Regions from separate parts of the Danio rerio genome. Here region 2 is linked to region 1. Evidence: chromatin contacts called from public HiChIP or PLAC-seq data. All regions are on one chromosome and are shown on one strand. The core of a region is the stretch at or near the end of the contact, and the rest is flanking DNA. Distances in the headings are between cores, read along the strand shown.

Evidence for each region. HiChIP or PLAC-seq counts read pairs in DNA pulled down with a chosen protein or histone mark.
Region 2: a contact with region 1 is called in an H3K4me3 HiChIP or PLAC-seq map of embryo, with 2.1 times the contacts expected there. The contact joins the promoter of nt5dc2 here to the promoter of gpr173 in region 1. A contact is called at or near these places in 2 of 4 datasets of contacts at active chromatin or transcription factors (embryo and gastrula embryo).

Annotation. Positions count from the first base shown.
Region 1 is chr8:25,308,680-25,312,338 of GRCz12tu, forward strand. gpr173 (G protein-coupled receptor 173) reads right to left here and starts at 1,877. Exons shown (of 1, transcript NM_131498.1): 1 at 714-1,877. The coding sequence starts at 1,877. The coding sequence ends at 714. The region is part of intron 2 of foxp3b (forkhead box P3b); the gene reads left to right.
Region 2 is chr8:25,531,636-25,535,059 of GRCz12tu, forward strand. It overlaps nt5dc2 (5'-nucleotidase domain containing 2), which reads left to right and starts at 2,149. Exons shown (of 14, transcript NM_001077143.2): 1 at 2,149-2,612; 2 at 2,946-3,130. The coding sequence starts at 2,243. It overlaps ccdc22 (CCC complex scaffolding subunit CCDC22), which reads left to right. Exons shown (of 16, transcript NM_001025485.1): 16 at 1-1,025.

The sequences.
Region 1 (3,659 bases), core at 627-3,126:
TAGGACAAATTATAGGAACTTTGTCTTTTTTGTCAGCCTCATTCATTCCCAGAGGCGTATGCTTGGCACTCTTTCTCAGAAAATGTTAAATCTCAAGTTTGTTTTCCCTTAAAGATAGGGTAATACACATGCACATTGAGTATTTTTGAATCAGTAGTTCAAATAATATAAATTTCTCTGCCAGGAGTGCAGTTGTTCACAAGGCATGAATACTATTTTTGCAAATCTTTGATTTGAGGCCCTCAGGATCCATGTAAAGGGATACACATACTGAGCCAAATCAAAAGGTAATGTTTGTAGCGATCAATCATAAAAAAGCCATTTGACATAGCCTTCATACATTCACCAAAAAATATAACACCGGCTTGGCTGATCTGCAAATTTGCACCACCCAAATAAGAAACATATGGTTCTTCAAACCAGTTTAGAGTTGATTACCAAACCACACATTAGCTTAGAGCCCATTTTCCCTTTAAAAATCATTAAGGTGACAGTAGATGCTTATTCAATGACATCCACCCCTTTAAAGCATCTTAAACTGAATCAAAGGCCACAACAGAACAACTCTTAAAGTTTGTCCATGTCTCCATCTTTAAAGACCTCTTATTCCCTCCCCCAGGCTGTCCACTTTTCAACCATCCAGAAGAGAAAGAACAGAAAAAACTAATAAACAACAACAACAACAAAAAAACATAATGAATGAACACTCATCTTCACATGACACAGTAAGGCTCACGGGGCAGTTGAGGTGGAGTTCTACAACAGGGAGGCAGGTGGGCCAGCAGACCCTTCTTCAGGTCCTTGTTGAGGAAAAAGCAGATGATGGGGTTCACACCTGCCTGGGCAAAACTCATCCACACAGTGGTGGACAGATACCGGTGCGGGATGGTGCATGCCTTCACAAAGACCCTCCAGTAACAGGCCACAATGTACGGGGACCAGAGCACCAGAAAAAACAAGGTAATGACATAGAACATCCTGCCAAGCTGCTTCTCAGCCTTAAACTCCTCCATGCCCAGTAGGCGTCTGTTCTGGTTGTGCAAGTTCTGCCTTATGCCCAATAAAGTGGGAGGCATTGGGCCACGGCCAAACCCAGCTATCCAGTTTGCAGCCGCCTGACCGGTGGCTCCAGGTCCATGAAAGGTCCAGTTTTGGCTGATGGCTGGAACCATCTGGACCGGCTTCATCTTTCGGTGCTTGTATTCAAACAGCAGGAGCTTCATGTACACCACATGAGTGGCCAGGATTAGCACAGCCAGCATTAGCATGAAGCCTAGCGTGTCGTTGGCCTTGAAGTAGCGATGTTCAAAGATACATTGGTCCTCCTCACGGATGAACTTGTACGTGCCGACGTCAAAGACAGGCGGGAAGGCCATGGCGACTGACAGTGTCCAGACCATACACACCACCGCAACACAGGTCCAGAAGGTCATTCGCTTGGAGTAGAAACGATGGTGGGCAATGGCCATGTAGCGTGTGACACTGATGCAGAACAGCATGAAGGCAGCATGGAAGCAGAAAAGGACGGCCATGAAGGCCACCACCTTGCAGCTGAGCACGCTGTAAGTCCAGGCCGAGCCGTTCTTGATGGACACCAGCACGAAGGGAAAGCAGACCGCTGAGCGAATGGTGTCGGCGAGACAGAGATCCAGAAGAAAGTAGTATGGTGCCTTGTGTAAGGCTCTGTCTCGTAACACCAACAGGGATACCACTAAGTTGCCCACCAGGCTGATGCAAATGATCAGGCCTAGAAGGACGAGTTTCACATAGGTGGAGACGGCAGAAGAAGGTGCTCCACCCATCACTCCACCTGTTGTGGACACCACGGCCGCCAAGGGGTTCCCAGGCCCATCGCTGCTTGCGTTTCCGTTGGCCATACCTTTTGCTGCTGGAATCGCACCCCTCCTCCTTCAACTCCTCCTTTACCTCCACTTCCTCCACTCCCTCCTCCACCTTCGCCGCCTCCGGCTGAGCTGTCGTCCGTCCTCGTGGTTGCCTTTCGTTGTTGTCTCAAATGGAAGGAGAGAAGCTTGATCTGCATTGCCCCATTTTGTACAGTTCTCTTTGGAGCGTCCTTTCAAATGTGCCACCTCTCTTGGCCTCGACACCTATGAATAAAGGACAAAACATTTGTTACTGTTGTTTTCTCACACACAAATGCTAGTTTTTAAATGCCACAAACTCTACTGGCTTTCAGGGACAATTTAGCATTTGTGTAATGCCTGGGAGAAAGTTTTTAGGTCAAGAAGATTGAGCGAGCATAAAGTGATACTGATGCTGAGGGAAAAAATATTCTTCTTGATACCTTTAGAAACACTTTTTTTAATTATTATTTTTTACTTTGAAAATAAAACATGTAAAGTTATTAGTCAACTGAGGAAGGCACATATGTCCAATAGCAAACTACCAGTGTATATAGCGTTCCTAACTAAACTGAAACTTAAATGACTTAAATGAGAAAGGTTCAGGTTTCAAGCTAACCTAATTATGACGCATTATCACTCCTATAAAAGATAAATAGCAAGCTAATGTTAATGCAGTTTTGGCCTAGATGTAATGATGTAACCTTCGATTACATGTTCGTTAAATGTGCTTAAGGTAAACTGCAACTGTTTTTCTCATGTTCACCAGGTTACACCACCCTCATTCCTGTAACCACAGCATATGCTCTCAAAACAGTTTCTCACTATTTTCTAATGCTTAAAGGGGTGTCATTCTAGCCAGACAGAAATAATAATAAACTTGCCACTTCTAGAAAATCTGTATGGAAAATAATGCAGGGTATGGAAATGTTTTAAAGGTTTAATATATGAAAAAACAAAACAAGAAATACAGCTTTGATTAAACCGAAATCACACCAGCCCACGTGCGTAGTTTAGCGTCATGCCGCATGAAGAGGCCTTACTGACCCGGTGTTTTGCACAAGTTGCACATCTTCTCTAAAGTGCTTCACTTATAAAAGCTCATGTTTTACACTGCTCATAATGTACCCAAGTTTAATAATTAATTTGGGGTATTTATAAGCTAGAGTTTCAAACTGTACAGTCTTAAACCCTGGATTGACATCCATTTTTGCATATTTATAGTGTCAATAGGAGCTTCCCACCCATTTTCCTTACTTCCTGTGGCTCTGGTATTCTGTGAAAATGTAACATCAGTTTTTTGGGGAGGTGGCCCAGGAGCGCAGTCGACAACCACTGGGTTGTTTAAAAAAACACACACTCAAATTCGCATAAACACAGTCAGTTATGTATATTAACCGAAACAGGTGGTGTTTACACACTGTGGGTATACATCAAACAACATGTAAAAATGAATTTAGCATAATAGGTTTCCAGCACTGTGTGAACAGCCTTGTGAAATTGCAGTCTCACACTAAACCTTGTAAAGAAAAAAAAAAACACTGGCTCAGCTCCGAGTTCAGTACCGCTGTGAAATGTACATTCATGAAACATTTATTTCTAAAATGAATAAATATTAACGGTTTTAAATGAAAAGCAAGGCATACATTCATATCTGTCACATTTCAAAATATATAATATAGGATATAATAATAAACAAAGCGTCAGTTCTTTCTTAAGTTATGTACTTCCCAAGTCCCCATAAAATTAAATAGATTTCTTTGGGTTACTGTGAATTAAAGTCTTAAAGTGGAAGTG
Region 2 (3,424 bases), core at 899-3,398, 220 kb after region 1:
TTGCATCAAAATGACACAAATTTGAAGAAATATTAGTTAAAGCTAACTCTGATCATTGTGATGAGATTCAGTTTTTTAACAAAAAGCTTGGACTGCAATAATTTGGGAAGGACCGGTACTGGTGCTTCAGCTTGGTAAAACCTCTTTGTTATAAAGTGATAACCATATTCTGAAAGTTAGCCGTGGTCTCTGACTGTTGTCCATTTAAATGGGTTGAACTTCTCATGAACCGTACTAGTTTCGGACCGTTTGATTGTGCTTGGAGGATAGTGGGCTGATAACAAGTTAAAACACTCATGAACAGCTTACCTGTTTTGTATTAAAGCATTCATTTGATAACATATCTGTTTGTTTGGCTCTGATGGATCCTTTGATCTTGGTTCAAATATTCATCATTGAAAGTTATACTGTCACAAGAAGTACTGTCTGTAGGAAAACACATTTAAGTGTCTGATTGACTAACACTGATGATTGTCCCAATCAAAATGATTTTCAAGACTTTCATAGTTTATGCCTGTCTTTGGAATGTTTGATTTTAGAGATTATATGGAAGCGAATGTTTTGTAATTTACCATGACTTGTATACTGTGCATCTGCTCAATCTCTGAACATGATGTTCTGTTATTTCACCAAGCTGTCACCGGATGTTATTTTCTTGAGGACAGACTAACTTCCTGAGGAATCATCTATCTCTGATTTAGCATCAGGAATGAGGTTTTGACTTTAGAATGTAGATATTTGACCATTCAGTTTGTCAAGATGTTGTTTACTGTAATTATTTGAGTGGTGCTGCTCAATTTGGGAGAAAGTAAAGATACAGAATCTACATCAAAAGGAATGTTTTGTGGTTTACCACAAATCAGATTTTATATATGAAAACATGTTAATTTTTCCACTTGCTGTCCTTGGGAAGTTATTAACTTATTTGACAAAATATTTCTCATTTACATTACACTCCTATCTAATATAAATGTTACTTTAAGAAACTTTTTAAAAAGTAAAAGCAATAAAATCATAGGCCTAAATGGGGTAAACACACACACACACACACACTTGTTTGTCACGTGGGCCATGTGTTGAAATCTTCTTTTGATGTAAAAGGTGATAACGACCATTTTTTTCCACACAAAAATGTCCCAAAACCACACGTTCCATCTGCGTTTACGTGTTTGGCGTGTGGTTTTTGTTTTCCCTGTTTTCTGTAATCATAGTTGCAATTAAGTTTAGGAATTAAATTTTATACCCGAAATGTTTTTGACAATATATAACGGTGATTCGGTTATTTTGATCAGGATTCTTCTGAGTCTGTCAAACAGTCCTCTGCAAAACTCTAGCCACACCCTGTTCCTTACGTTTTCAATGAATGTTGTATGATTTTCAATCTCGATGCAGCTGGAATAAGCTAGTTATTTCCGATATAAAATGACCATTTAGCAGCAACATTTGCGTCTTTACTCCCTTTAATTTATGTCCTGTTATTTATAACAAGTTGTGAATCAAATGAATGTGTGTAAAACGTGATTTCAGCACGACCTGAAATCGACTAATTGAAAAAATGTGTGCATTTCGGAAGAGTTTCATGCATAAAACCAGATTTGCTATCTTTTAGGATAAGACAGTAAGATAAGTCGAACACATGGTCAGCAGAAGTAAATCAATTGTTTTGCCATTGCACTAAAGCGTCCCATGATGCCTCCCGTTTGTTTCAGTGTTTATGCTGCAGCGGATTTGTCTATCAGCGCTCCTGACATCTGCAGTGAAACATGCAAAACTGAAAACATACAAAAAAGCTTCAGGAAAAAAATGTTTTTGAAGAACAACCCGATCCTTTACTGTTGTTCTAGTACATACATGCCAGCGTCTCCAAGAACAAAAACTGTCTTAACCATATTGGTCACGTAGCGCATGTAGGCAGTTGCTATGTCGTTTTGACCAATCGCGAGGCATGAAATATTGCAAAAAAATATATATCCAGGAAACGTATTGGTTGAACAGGCATGTAAACACGTTTCCCCCTAAACCAAACCCCTAAATGAGCGACGCGTCAATGTCCGCGTCTTATTGGCTCAACCAACCGTCAATCATTATATGTTTGTCGTTTGATTCGATAGCTCTACAGCTTGTGCCCCACCCAGCGATGCCCTCAACAAAGCTCTATCAGTTCCAACAGCAGTGGTTGTGCTGAACACGCGGGGCAAGTGCGAATGAAAGAAGTAAACAACTTCGTTAGGATAGTTTAGACATGGCTTGCAAAAAAATAGGAAGTTTTAGTAACGCAATGTGGCAAAGAGGCTCCAGCTGCAGAGTTTCCCTTTGCGCAGGATTGAATATTCCTGCTTTTGCATGCGGGAGCTTCACCTCGACTGGTTCAACAATGAACGGACAGAAATGCTGCAAAGATGGACAAAACTGTGGACCGACGAAACACTTGGCAGCTAATCATAATCCGGTTGCAGCACCAGTCACATCTCACAGACACCAGTTTGTGGGCAAAAGTAGAGGCGAAGAATCCCTGACCAAATCTGGCAGGGCTTTTTCATCCACGGCCCCGCAGATCAACAATAAAACATACCTGTGGGCAAGATACAATGAGATGAAACGGCTCGTGCACGGTATGTTGATATAACTTCAGTTCTTAAATGTGATCATCTTTAATATTTGCACGGGCTCCAAAACTCGTTCGTCCTCTTTTCAACCCTCCTAAAGAGGCGCTGGCCTCTGGACATTTTGTAAACAACTGCCAACTGCCATTCACATGTCCAGAGCATGATCGATGTTTTTTAATTCACCATAGCCTCCGGTCTAAGAAAGATGGGCTTATTTGCCATGTCTATGGACAGTTAAATAAATAATTTACACATTATATATATATATATATATATATATATATATTAAATAATAATAAATAAAAAAAATCAACTTTAAGGCTCATTTCCTCGTTCCAGATTTGATTCCTCCAGGAGTGTGCAGTCTCCTGAACCCCTCCACCATCTACGCCAATAATGAGGTGAATCTGGAGGAGGTGGACATCTACGGCTTTGACTATGATTACACGCTCGCACTTTACTCCAGCGCGCTGGACGAGATGATCTACAACAAGGCGCGAGAGTTTCTTGTTCAACACTACAAGGTTCGAGAAATACAGTTAAAACCTATTATTTGGCCATGAAACATATTGTTTGCATATTTTGTTGTTATTAAAGAAAAAGTATGTAAATATGGCATATTATAACAGTGTTATAATGAGGTAATACGCAAGAAATCCGTTCACACAGAAAGCGTTTGTGCGTCTGACGGGAGATGCAGGGAAGTGGATTGAAATCTCGTTGAACTTATCTTAACATCAGCTCACTGAGCTTTCAAAACACACAGTGCGCAATAACAACTGTCCAACACTTTTGTCTATCTGCATTTACTAAAGTAC